Linked DNA regions of Sus scrofa: region 1 is linked to region 2. Evidence: chromatin contacts called from public HiChIP or PLAC-seq data. All regions are on one chromosome and are shown on one strand. Each heading gives the region's core, a stretch centred on a gene start, on an enhancer-like site or on the middle of the called end of the contact. The rest is flanking DNA. Distances are from core to core; before and after follow the strand shown. Region 1 has its middle 12 kb from the start of SLC20A1. Region 2 overlaps CKAP2L (cytoskeleton-associated protein 2-like).

Region 1 (6,789 bases), core at 2,736-5,235, 110 kb before region 2:
GAAACATGGGGAGTTCCTGTTGTGGCTCAGCGGTATTGAAACCGACTAGTATCCGTGAGGACATGGGTTTGACACTTGGCCTTGCCCAGTAAGTTAAGGATCCAGCGTTGCTAAGAACTGTCCTGTAAGTTGCAGATGGGGCTTGGATCCTGTGTTGCTGTGGCTGTGGTGCAGGCTGGCGGCTGCAACTCTGATTCAACCCCTAGCTTGGGAACTTCCATATGCTGTGGGTGCGGCCCAAAAATACCAAAAAAAGGGGGGGGGACTCGTAGGACAAGTAGGAACAAAAGAAACCATTGAAGAAACCATTAAATTAAATTAAATTAAAAAAAAAAAAAAAGGAAACCTGGCTGTTGTTTCCCAAGAGCTCATGGTGTTTATTTAAGCCACGGAGGAGCACAGAAGAGTCTTAGCTGAGGAGGCGGCTCTACGGCTCGCAGGCCCCACGAGCCCTGTGGTCTTGGGACAGACCGACTCCTGCGTGAGGACAGCTGTACTGCATCCAGGGCTGCTGTGAGGAGGGATGCGCGAGGGAGTGGCTGACATTTGCGAGGAAGTCAGTGACTTTCTCAGGTGACACACAAAGCCTCTGCCTTCAGAGCATGGAAAGGAGGTGGCAGTGAAGAGACTGGGCAGTAGATTTTCCCCACTGTGAGTCAGTGGAAAAGAAAGCTGAATGGACAGAGGAGGGCCCCAGCCATCGAGAACTGTCTGGACAGTGTCCAACTTCGGGGATCCTTCAGGAGAGTCATGGTCTAGCAGGTTAGTCTGGGTGCCTGTGGAGCCTGGCTGGAAGTGGGGTGATGATGCTAGATGATGGGGAATGGGGGTGAGTGGCGGGACTTAGGGATGAGGAAGTGGGGGAGGAGCGGGAGTGAGACAGGGGCCACAGGAGTCGAAAGGAAATCGGGTTTCCACCTGTTCTTTGCCAACGCTCGCCGCACCTCCACATTTATCTCCGCTTTTGCCTTTCTCCTCTTGGCTCTTCTGTCTCCCCACCGCACCCCCACATCAGCCCTATGTCCTTCTACCCCCCAGGTCCCTGGGTAAAGGAGGCTCAGCCCTCTTCAGCATGATGCAGATGTGCCTAGCAGGTGCACCCTGGGTGAACTTGATCTGGCTGGTTCTGGCAGGGTCATATGCTTGAGAGGCAGGCTGCTCTTTCTTTAGTGTGTGAGTGAGAAAAGCTACTGCTGGTTAGACCTCACAGGAAGCTGGAGCCAAGGGGTAGCACATGACCTCAGGTGTAGCACAGCCAGTTGGGTGAGAAGAAGAGGTGACACCTCTGGGCTGCTGAGACCGCTTGCTCCTTGTACTCCAGGCCAAGGAAATCAGGTCACCCTGCCCCCCTCCCTCTGCTGGATGCTGAGGGACTGACTGCTGCCTATGGGGAGGTAAAGAAATATTCAAGGACAAGCCGGCCAAGGCAAGACACCTGGGCGAGGGTCTCAAACTGGAGGCCCCTAGGACCGTTCCCCGGCAGATAGGTTTTCTTGGGCCCACACTGGCCCTCTCACTCCCTGTTATACCTTTCCCCTGTCTACCTCATGTGTTTGCCCTCTTGGTGTCACCCCTGAGCTCATGAATTCACCAACTCCATTCTAAGCAGGGCATGAAATGCAAAGATGCTCCAAGGCTTCTGACTTCACTGGGGAAACGCACAGGCCAAGAGGGCTGAGCGTGCCAGACCCAGCGTGGGGTGGGGGGGAGACATGCCATTTTGGAGTTTGTTTTTTTGTTGTTGCTGTTTTTGTTTTTGACTTTTTAGGGCCAAACTCAATGCATATGGAGGTTCCCAAGCTAAGGGTCGAATCAGAGTGGCAGCTGCCAGCCTACACCACAGCCACAGAGATGCCAGATCTGAGCTGAATCTTCAACCTACACTGCAGCTCATGGCAATGCTGGATCCTAACCCACAGATTGAGGCCAGGGGTCAAACCCACATCCTCATGGATACTGGTCAGGGTCTTAACCCGCTGAGCCACAACAGGAACTCCCCATTTTGGAGTTTAGATGCGAGATCTCCCATGGAGGTCATGATAGAAGAATGTGCAGAGGTGAGGTGGTCTAAGCCTTGCTGAAAGAGGAATGTGGGGACAGAGACCAGGGAGGAATGTTCCATGATGGGGCAGGACGGGAGGGGACAGCAGGGAGAAGTTTCTCTCAGGGCTGGGCTTCATTCCACACGCAGCAGGGGGCACCTCTCAGGTGTTTGCATAAAGGAGTAATGATGAAGGCACAGAACAATCCAGGAAGGGTGGGAGCTAGAAGGAGGTACCAATTCAGGAGAAAGTTTGAAGGATGTAAAGACTGGGCAGTGTGGAAGCTGAAGGATCCAAGGACATTAGGCTTGAAACTTCAGAGTATCTGAGACAAAGCCCTAGTCCCAGAAATGGGGAAGTTGTGAGACAGCAGCTGCTGGGGGTTGAGGGGAGAAGCTGAGAAATTCTGGTTGAAATGTGCTACATTTGAAGGAAGATAGGCAGCTGGCATTAAGAACTACAGACCCAAAGATGAAAGTGGTGATTTAGGGCAGCAGTGGATTAGACTGAGAGTCCTGAGGGAGAGGGAAAGAGAAGGGGGGCGGGGATTGCGGATAGGAAAGGAGAAACAAGGGAAGAAGACAGACATGGAATCAGAGTAGGGACAGTACACGAAGAAAGAGGTCCATTGACATCATCAGCTGCGGAGGATTCTGTAGAGGGAAGGAAGGCAGGGGTTTGGAGCAGAGATTTTCGGCGGGAGTGGAAGAGATGCCCACATATTTCAGGGTCAAGGAGATAGCATGGGTGGAGAGAAAGGTAAAGGGTATAGACCATTATCTCAAAGTGCCTACAGTAGGTAGAAGTTATTATCTACATTATCTTGACTCGCCCCTATGCAGCAAAGCTGATTTACCGACACTGGCCTGTGATGAAGGAAGGTACCACATTCATTTGTAGGGCACCAAGGAAGGAGCACTGGGGGCTGGGCTCAAAAGACCTGAACACACCCCCTGCCCCGCCCCAATGGATTTCAGGGAAGGATTATTTTTTTGGCCACACCTGGGCATGTAGGAGTTGTGCCTGGGCCAGGAGAGGGAAGTATTTTTAAAGACAGCATTTGGGAGGAGGGCTGCAGGGGGCATAACTTTCTTCTGATTGGTTGGTGGTGAGGTGATGTTTCGGGAATCTTAGTCATCAGCCTTCTGGTTTCAGCTGGTCTCAGTCTACAGGCGGGAGTTCAGCAGTCACCGCCCTCCACGTGGGTGGCGGGGGGTCTGAGTTCCTGAGAAAACGCTAAGATAGTGTCAGATTGTTATGTGTATCTCCTGAGGAGGAACCAGGACTCCGCTTTACCGCTGAACTATTATCATTACTTTTCTCCTTTAACTGCTTCCCCTTTCTTTCTGCATTCCCTCACTTCCCAGCTGTGTAAGGGCTCCTTCCTGCTCCCTGGAAGCCTAGGAGACCAAAGCGTTTTTCTACAAACAAATGGGGGTCCTGGAGGGCCCCTGAAAGGCCCTGCTTGGTTTCAGTGACTGTAAGAACAAAGGGAGGAGTTCCCGTTGTGGCTCAGCAGATTAAGAACCTGACTAGTGTCCACGAGAACGTGGGTTTGATCCCTGGTCTTGCTGAGTTAAGGATCTGGCACTGCCACTGTGAGCTGCGATGTAGGTCTCAGTGTAGGTCACAGACACAGCTCAGATCCCAAGTTGCTGTGGCTGTGGCTCCAATTTTACCCCTCGCATGGGAAACTCCATATGCTGTGGGTGCAGCCCTGAAAAAAAAAAAAAAAGAAAAGGAAACTTGTGGAAGTTTAAAGGCAGAAGGAAAGGAGACAGCAGGGAGAGAAGTACTGAAGCTGCTAAGGAGAGAGGATAAGGTGAAACAAGGAGCCAGAGGAGTGGGTGGGGATGCTAATCTTGTATTTCACAACAGCTTCATCCTTATCCTGGGCCCCATCCTGGGCCCCCCATTGCCCATGGTGGGGGCGGGGGTAGCAGAGGGAAGTCAGGTGGCTAGATGACTCATTCTCCGGGAAAGGCAAGCGTTCTTAGCTCAGGATTGGGTCCTAGAACACCAGCGTTCATTTCTTTTCCCTGTTGTCCTGGCTCCCCTCTGCGCCATCCGAGGCCACCATCATAACTGGTGGCTAGGTATTGTCCAGAGGCTTGGAAACACCAGTGAAAAGCCCTCAGTTTTGGCCGCCCCAGGCACAGGCAGACAGGAAGTACAAGTGGGTAACCGCGTGAAAGGGAGAGGGAGGGCGAGGCCTGGGTTAATCATCAGAGTTCTTGGCAGCAAGTTCTCAGCCAGCCCAAGAGTAACTACAGATGGAAGGTTCTCTGTGGCAGAGTCTGTGTCTCTCCAGGGTCTGGTTACCCACGCTGAGCCCATAACGAGCACCAGGCCAGCAGACCCTGCGGAGGTAGTTATATCAACAAGCCAGGAGGTGATGGTGAGCATGACCTCACTGGAAAAGCAAACATACGCCCTCAGCAGAAGGAGGTTCGTGTGCACAGCTGGGCTGGGGAGGCCGTTCTGGAGAGTGTTCTGGAGTGTGCAGGGTGGGAATGGATGACGGGTAGATGGAGAGAGGACTTGGTCTAGATTGGGAGAGACAGCTTTGTGCAGGAATGATAAGACCTGGAAAAAGAAGGGGAACAGGGAGAAAAGCCTATTGCTGGGGATAAGGGTCAAAAGATCTCATTCCGACCGAAAGTTAAGAGATGGTAAAGATGATATTGATGAAGGAGATGTAGGTGAGCCTTTAGGCCACTGACCATACGTGACTGGAAACATCCCAAGCCTTGAGACTGGCATTTTCTCTTATAGGCTTATAGGTGGGTGTCTAACTGGTACAGTTTGGCAATATCACATAGATGAGAACAGTCACATGGCCTATGACCTAGCTACTCCATTCATGCTAGGGAACACATGTACATGGGACACACACACACACACACACACACACACACACACACACACACACCTCTTACGATGGGCTCTTCTGCAGATTTGAAAAGAGAAAAACCAGAGGAGTTCCCATTGTGGCTCAGTGGACCCGACATAGTGTCTATGAGGATGCGGATGTGATCCTTGGCCTTACTCAGTGGGTTAAGGATCTGGTGTTGTTGCAAGCTGCAGTGTAGGTCTCAGATGTAGCTCAGATCCAGTGTTGCTGTGGCTGTGGTGGAAGCTGGCAGCTGCAACTTGATTCGACTCCTAGACTGGGAACCTCCATATGCTGAAGGTGGGGCCTAAAAAAGGATTGAATCAGAGAGCTCTATGCACAATGACATGCAGGAGTTCCCATTGTGGTTCAGCAGTAGCAAACCTGACTGGTATCCAGGAGGATGCAGGTTTGATCCCTGGCCCCTCTCAGTGGGTTAAGAATCCGGTGTTGACATGAGTTGAGATGTAGGTCGCAGACAAGGCTTGGATCTGGCGTTGCTATGGCTCTTGTGTAGGCCGGCAGCTGCAGCTCTGATTCGACCCCTAGCCTGGGAATTTCCATATTATGCAGGTGCGGTCCTAAAAAAAAGGAAAAACAAAACAAACAAATAAAACCAATGACATGCAAAGGTATCTAAGACAATGTTAAGTGAAAAGAACAAGTTGTATAACTGTGCATCGTAGGATATCATTTGATCAAAAAAGGAAAAAAACGTATTTATTTATTAATTTATGGTTGTACCCATGGCATACAGAAGTTCCTGGGCCAGGGACTGAATCCAAGCTGCCACTGCCATCTACACCACAGCAGCAGCAACACTGGATCCTTAACCCACTATGCCGGGCTGTGGATGAAACTGGCACCCCAACAGCAACCCAAGCCTCCACAGACAATGCTGGATCCTTAACCCACTGTACCACAGTGGGAACTCCTATATTTTATATTACAGAAAAATATGTAATATGTAATATGTAATATGTGTGTGTATCATAAAGACCTGTTTTTCTTTTTCTTCTTTTTTGTCTTTTTAATAAAAGGGCCACACTGGTAGCATACAGAGGTTCCCAGGGTAGGGGCTGAATTGGAGCTGTAGCCATAGCCATAGCCATATCAGATCCAAGCCAAGTCTGCGACTTATACACACCACAGCTCACAGCAATGCCAGATCCTTAACCCATTGAGAGAGGTCAGGGATTGAACCTGCATCCTCATGGATCCTAGTCAGGTTCATTACCACTGAGCCACCACAGGAACTCCTGTTTTTCATTTTTTATTATTACAATTTAAAACAATTTGTGGGTGTCATGCCTAAGGCATGCAGAAGTTCTGGGGGCCAGAAATTGAACCCACACTGTAGATGCAACCCGACCCACTGCAGTGACAGCACTGGATGGTCTTAACCGCCTGAGCCACATGGGAACTCCCAAGAATCTTTTTTTTTTTGGGGCTGCATTCGTGGCATATGGAGATTCCCAGGCTAGGGGTTGAATCAGAGCTACAGCTGCTGGCCTACACCACAGCCACAGCAACATCAGATCCGAGCCTCATCTGCAACCTACACCACAGCTCATGGTAGCACCAGATCCTTAACCCACTGAGCGAGGCCAGGGATCAAACCCAAAACCTCATGGTTCCTAGTTGGATTTGCTTCCGCTGCACTGTGGTCGGAACTTCCCAAGGACTGTTTTTTTAAAAACCCACTTTGTTGACGTATGATTGGCATACAAAAAAGCTGTACCTATTAAATTACATTAAATGATGTGATAAGTTCACAAAGAAATGTTAATAGTGGTTATTTGGGGGGGTTAGATTACAAAATTGGGGTTCTAAGCAGGGGCACTTTTAATTTGC
Region 2 (6,747 bases), core at 2,732-5,231:
TTTCCCAACTTCTCTGTGCCTCAGTGTCTTTTGTAAAGTGGGTGTAGGAGTTCCCATCGTGGCTCAGTGGTTAATGAATCTGACTAGCATCCATGAGGATGCAGGTTCGATCCGTGGCCTTGCTCAGTGGGTTAAGGATCTGGTGTTGCCGTGGCTGTGGTGCAGGCCAGCAGCTACAGCTCCGATTGGACCCCTAGCCTGGGAACCTCCATATGCCGCAGGTGCGGCCCTAAAAAGAAAAAAAAAAGTGGGTGTAGTAATAGTTATGATACTTTATGAGATAATAAAATTAAAGTGCCTGGCATACAAGCGCCATTACTTCAGTACACGTCAGGTCATTATTATCACTGTCATTCTTCTACATTAAAAAGAGGAGCTAAATATCTGCTTAGACAGAGGTTATCTCCCCCATACTCTATTTAGGAAAAATGTTTAAAACTCTAAGACTAGGCAGAGCTTTGTGAACTTAACTGTTTCACTCACCCCTTCGATGAGCTGCAGGCACTCTGTCAGAGTGTTGTTGATTTTATTGGACAGTTCAAGCTGTGCTTTCTTTTCCTCCTCTTCTTTTTCCATACTCTTCCAGAATGAAATATTCATTTCCTCTATAATTTTTCTTTTGGTTTTAAGCTCCATAGGAGGCCGTTTATAGATTTTCCCCTTAGATTTCTGCCATTCTTCCAATTGTTTCCTGTTATGTAATTAAAGGGGGGAATGGTTTTAGGGGTTTTTCTTGGCACATAGATAAGCCTCTAAAGATGATATGCATAGATTATCATGAAACACCTTCAACTATAAAGTCAGGAGAAAGGAATTAAAAACAATTTACCAGTCAGTACTGGCAGCACTGGTTGCCTCTACCCTTCAGAAGGCAGATTACTAGGATTACAGTGGTTAGCATCTCAATCTTCAAATTCCTTAAATTCCTGATTATTCTTCAATATTTTTGCCTGAAAATTTTTATTTTACTTGTATGCAACCTCTGACAATAGCTTTCCTAAGACACCCCTCCATCTCTGCGGTCACTAACTCAGCACTCCCTTTCTTACTGTAAGCTTTCCAACTGCCACTCAGCTAGACCAATTAAACCTGTATTATTCTGTGGAGTTCCCGTTGTGGCTCAGCAGTTAACGAATCCGACTAGGAACCATGAGGTTGTGGGTTTGATCCCTGGCCTTGCTCAGTGGGTTAAGAATCTGGTGTTTCCGCGAGCTGTGGTGTAGGTTGCAGATGCAGCTCGGATCCCGAGTTGCTGTGGCTGTGGTGTAGGCCAGCAGCTACAGCTCCGATTCGACCCCTAGCCTGGGAACCTCCATATGCCACAGGTGTGTCCCTGGAAAAGACACAAAACAAAACAAAAACCCCCCAAAAAACCTGTACTATTCTGCCCTCAGTAGGGTTTTGGCCACTCAAAGTGACCCACTTCGCCCAGTTTCTTAGCCCTCTTTCTGACCACACATGACCCCCTCTTCCCCTGGCAGGAGTAATAATTTTAGGGCTCTTTCCTTAAGTATCTAGTCTCTGATGGTACCAAGTCCTAGTCCTTGCTCTCCCCACATGGTTCATACTCTTCACTCTTGTTTTTGAGCTATCAACAGCCAACGGTTGAGAGAGGCACCAAGACATGAGGACACAAGTGTTCAAATGGAGGCTCCTTAAGCTTTAGGGCTGCATATGGAAATTCTCAGGTTTGGGGTTGAATCAGAGCTGCGGTAACACCAGAGCCAAGCCACATCTGCAAACTACACAACTCATGGCAACACCGGATTCCTAACCCACTGAGTGAGGCCAGGGATTGAACCCGCATCCTCATGGATACTAGTTAGGTTCTTAACCCACTAAGCCATAATGGGAACTCCTTTTATTTTTTCTTAGCTTTTTAAAATTACAATTTGTTTAGGACTCACAGATGTACATTTCAGCCCTGATCTGCCTCTAGTGCTCCCAACTTATAAAACCCACTGCCTAGCTGATATCTTTTATTTGATGTCTGGAAGGCATTTCAAATTTAATATTGTCCAAAACAAGGCTCTTGATTTTCATCTCCAAGTCTTTTCCCAAATAGCTTTCCCTTACATTGGCAAATACTACACCAATCTACCCAGCTGCTAGGGCCTGACACTAGAAATTGTCTTGAGCAGCCCTTTCTTCCCCTACATAGGACACACCATTGTACAGTCAGCATTGCCTCCGTCTCCACTACCACACTCAAGTCCAGATCACTATCATCTTTTGCCTGAAATGCTGTAGCAGCCTCCTAACTCATTGCCTTGTTTCTGCTCTAACCCTTTTCAAATTCAATCTGTGCACAGCAGCTAGAGTGATCTTGAAAATGGCAAGATAAACCGGAGTCACTGCCAGGAACTTCCCATGGCTCTTGGAATAAAATTCAAAATGCTCTCCTCAGCTGGGAGGTGCAGGGCAATATGGCTCCTGCTACTTCCCCAACCTCACATCACATCACTGTCCCTCTCACTCCCTTGCCCTCCTGGAGCTCTGGCCTCCTTTCACTTACTTGACCCAAGCTCATTCCTGTCTCAGGGCCTTGAATCATCAGTCTTCAATTCCTTGCTCAAATGATACCTCCTTGAAGAGGTAATTTTCTGTAATTTTCTATCATATTTAATCAACCTGTTGATTTTCTATCTTCTCCACTGGAATGAAGTCTATGAAGACAGACACCTTGTTGTCCCTAGCACAGCATCTGGAATACACACGTATTTGATAACATACAGTAAAATTCGCCTTTTTTTGGTGTACAGTTCTCTGAGTTTTGACAAGTGCATGAAATCATGTGACTATTACTGCAGTCGAGATATAACACCCTCAAAAATTCCCATTTCTTGGTGCTCAACCTTCCCACCGGCGCCCAGCTCCCAGCAATCACTGATCTGTTCGCTGGCTTTATAGTTTTGCTTCTTCTGGAAAATCAATAGCGACTAACCCTCTTGTTTCTCCCTAGAGCCCCAAGCACAGAGTGTATGGTGTTTATTTCAGTCCCAACTTTTTCCCCTTTACCTTCACTCTAAATACCTGCTTCATGATAGAAGTGGAGCCATTGGCATGTTTCCCCTTTGTCGTTGTCATTCTACTTATCTCCTTGGACTTTCTTCTAATCATAAATGAAGAGGGAACGTGCCTTTTCTAAAGCCAACTTATTCCCAGGATCTGAATGTCATGGCTTTATTATTCTAGTACTTTCTATGAGTATGTATATATATGAAAAAGCGTCCCACCAGAGCAGGCTGGGGCAGTGTGTTGACCACTATATCCCCCAGTGTCTGTCACATGAGGTGCTGAAGGAACATTCGAGGACTGAGAGTGATCTGTCCCTTTTCATAGACTTCTGTCACCAAACATGGCCCAACCATAATCCAACTGCCTTATGATTCATTGTCTCTTATCTGGCCTAGACCTCGAGCTCCAGGGTAGGGACCCTTATCTTCTCGTCCATCAGTTGAAGGCCTTTGCATCGTAAGACTCATCCTTCTTGTCACTGTCCTTTTCCTAGACTAGATGTCACTGCTGAAAGTACCTCCCCTGACTTCCTATCTAAAGAAGTCATCCCAGCCTCACTCTCTCAATCACATCACCCTGAATTGTTTATCTTCTGGCTCTTCAGGAGGACAGAGAGCTTGTCAGTCTTGTTCAAGAATGTAGTCTGAGAATAAATCTTGCACTGACTTCCCCCTGCTATACCTTTTAGCTAACACCTGATTTTACATGGTCCTTTCCCCCCTTGCCAGGAATCGCCTCTTTTTCTACTACAAGCAGGAGTATATAGCTGCGTCTCCCGGGAGGTTCACATCATGAGACCAGGTCTGGTGCTGTGTGGAAAGTGTATGAAGTCCTTTGGCTCCGTTTCAAGCATCACGTATGTTACTATTTATCCCAGCAGCCTGTGATCCTGATTTCTAACCTTCGAACTCTGTATGTGAACTGATTACTCCTCTCTGCCTTAGCTTCCTTCCCAAAAGTTGGCCTGCTCAGACTCATGGCAGTTTCCTGTTCCTTCCTCCTGGATAACTTTTCTGGTTTTACGCACTAGTCGGCTTGACAAGGAAGTGCTGTCTTCCCACTTCCTAGCTATGTAAGTTCACTCCCTGCCTCTTCTGTTGCTCTTCAGTCCCTGAAGGGGAATGAGTAGTCTACATCCACAATCCCTACTGCTTATTCAACCATTCTGTCTCAATTTCTTTTTAAAGAATAAATTATTTCAAGCATACAGAAAATAATCTGTAACACACGCATGTACCATTCAGCTCTATTAAGTCTTACCATTTGTTATATTTGTTTCAGATCTTTTTTTCAGGGTTACAGCTAAAAATCACTCAGGAGTCATTATCTCTGGCCTATTTCCTGACTTTAGCATTACTGATGGTCAATTTGCCTCATTATCTTAATTTGCAAAATTTTGGAATTAAAGTAAAGTACCTTCTATCCTCTGCTGTGGTCTTCTTAACATTTGGATTAGGTTGGGTCCCATTTGGGACTCTTCTTCCATTTATAGTTGTGCCACCAGCTTGAATTCTGGGAGCTGTCTTGTTTAGAAAGCAGTTCTGGGGAAGCGCCCTTTTCGATTTGGAGTCCAAAGTCCATGTTTTTTGTTGACAGCTGTTGTTGTATTTATTTCCATTAGTTCCATTTGCTTTTATGCTAGGGGTGCTTGGAACAACTGAATTAAACCTGCCAAGTGTCAAATTAGGCCTTTGGTTTACAGTTTTTGATTTTTGCAGTACATACGATGTCCGAGGTCTAACACAAGCTTGAGTGGGTTTATGATCTTGCTTAATGTTTGGATGTCTGTTGTTGCATCCTTGAAGCACACTGGGGTATGTTCTGGGTTTGTTAGGTTTTTCCTTCTGTTCAGTCATGGGGCATGACTGTAACTTAGTTTCGTTTGGCCTTTCGTATTTACCCCTATTAACCTTCATATTCTTTATGTCCTTAGCCATCAGTTTCTTTGATGCTTGAGTCCTATTAAGTGTCTGAACATAGTGAGAGGGAACTGTTTTTGGGGTCTTCCCCTCTGGTCTTGAAAGATCTGCTCTTCTACAGTGTTGCTGTGATGTCACTGGGGGAATCCTGATTTGTGTTTTTCCAACAAATTGTTTATTAGCTCTTTCTTTCAGAACAGCACTATTCACTGACCTTTTGCCCAGGGATTGTTTAGTAGGAACTAAACTTCTCTTGCTTTGATTAGCTTCTGGCTTACTTAAAGTCCTTAATTCAGGATCTGGCTTCCTCTCTGAGTCTGGTAAGGTTTGGGGCAAGTTCTCTTTGTTCATCTCTTTCAGACAGCTATCCGAGGATTCATTTTCAACCTGGGTATTGTCCACAGAGTCTGTATATTTAGCAATTCCTTGATCTGTTACCTGCTGCTTTGTAGTTTTTAATTCCTGTGTGTTAAGCAGCTGCACGGTTTTTCTTGACAGTTCTCCAGTAGTAGATGATCTGAATGCATGCTGCTGTTGACTGCTCCTGGAAGGCTTACAGGTTGGGTTGGAAGAAACACATCCTGCAGTCAGCCTTTTGCCCAGAAGTTTGGGTGGCTCCAGCTTTGGCCTCTGGGACTCTGTGATATTGGCAGGTCTGGACTGAAGTTTACTGCTGATGGGTCTTGCAGCTTTGGCAGGCAAAGCATCATGGTTGGTGACATCCTTTTGGGGTCTAATAGTCTAAAAAGACAAAGAAAGATTTAAAAAAGAAAATTCATAACAATAGTCCACTATTTTTAAAAGAAAGTTTTTTTATTTATAATTTAAGGAAATTGAATTCTGAGACAATAAAGTCTAACAGATGATTTTTATAACCTGAGTTCCTATCAAATATATTGGAATCTTTTAGTGTGATAGAATTAAGCAGAGATGCAATGAACACACAAAAATTGCTGTTTAAAAAATAAATTTGGGAGTTCCTGTTGTGGCGCAGTGGAAATGAATCCGACTAGTTTAACCATGAAGTTGTGGGTTCAATCCCTGGCCTTGCTCAGTGGTTAAGGATCCGGTGTTGCCGTGAGCTGTGGTGTAGGTAGCAGATGCAGCTCAGATCTGCCGTTGCTCTGGCTGTGATGTAGGCAAGTGGCTACAGCTCTGATTAGACCCCTAGTCTGGGAACCTCCATATGCCGCAGGAGCGGCCCTAAAAAGAAAAAAAAAGAAAAAAAAATTGGCTCAATCAAAAAAGTACTTGCTGAATGCCCATTATGTTCCAATGAGGTATCCTTCTAGCAACTTGGGAAAGATACATACATACATAATAAACTTATGTTTACTTCCTTCTAGAACTTTGTACTGCTACACTAACTTTTAAAAAACAACACTGCCTTTGTAAAGGTCACAGTGTCACTCAAGTGACTTTGTGTTGTCCTGGAGATCGGGGTATGGATAGGCGCTAGATGCTGGGACGCCTGAGCTACTTTGGAAGCGCTCTCAATAAGCATCTCACATCTTAGTAGCAAGTCTGTATGTGCAACTATGCAAGCTTTGTGAAGGTGTAAAGGAAGCCTGTGACTAGGACCACCTGGCATTAAGGGCAAAGAGATGTCCACACTAGGATAGTCTGCCCATGTGTGGTGTTGCCTATGGGTACAACAGGGGAGGTTAGGAGTGAGAGGCAGATGGATGGATGGTACCCATGTGCTGGCTTACTCCTCGAGCCCAACATTTACATCATCCTCTGATGTCTCCATGAGTGCTTATTACTGCTTACCGAAGAGGGAAGGAATTAGACCACAATCTTTAGGTCA

What was found. HiChIP or PLAC-seq counts read pairs in DNA pulled down with a chosen protein or histone mark.
Region 1: an H3K27ac HiChIP or PLAC-seq map of alveolar macrophages shows a contact between it and region 2. The contact joins two enhancer-like sites. A contact is called at or near these places in 1 of 5 promoter capture datasets (liver), 1 of 47 Hi-C or Micro-C datasets (epiblast stem cells) and 1 of 2 datasets of contacts at active chromatin or transcription factors (alveolar macrophages).

The regions. Positions count from the first base shown.
Region 1 is chr3:43,868,662-43,875,450 of Sscrofa11.1, reverse strand. No RefSeq gene overlaps it. Among named protein-coding and RNA genes, the nearest start is that of SLC20A1, 12 kb to the right of the region's middle. Within about 2 kb of position 3,985, at least 35 of the 83 cell types and tissues checked have an H3K27ac peak or open chromatin away from gene starts, as enhancers often do. A contact at or near this core is called in alveolar macrophages, where this site is marked.
Region 2 is chr3:43,754,770-43,761,516 of Sscrofa11.1, reverse strand. CKAP2L (cytoskeleton-associated protein 2-like) reads right to left here. Exons shown (of 10, transcript XM_021087020.1): 5 at 4,435-5,678; 6 at 484-691. Among named protein-coding and RNA genes, the nearest start is that of CKAP2L, 22 kb to the right of the region's middle. Within about 2 kb of position 3,981, at least 5 of the 83 cell types and tissues checked have an H3K27ac peak or open chromatin away from gene starts, as enhancers often do. A contact at or near this core is called in alveolar macrophages, where this site is marked.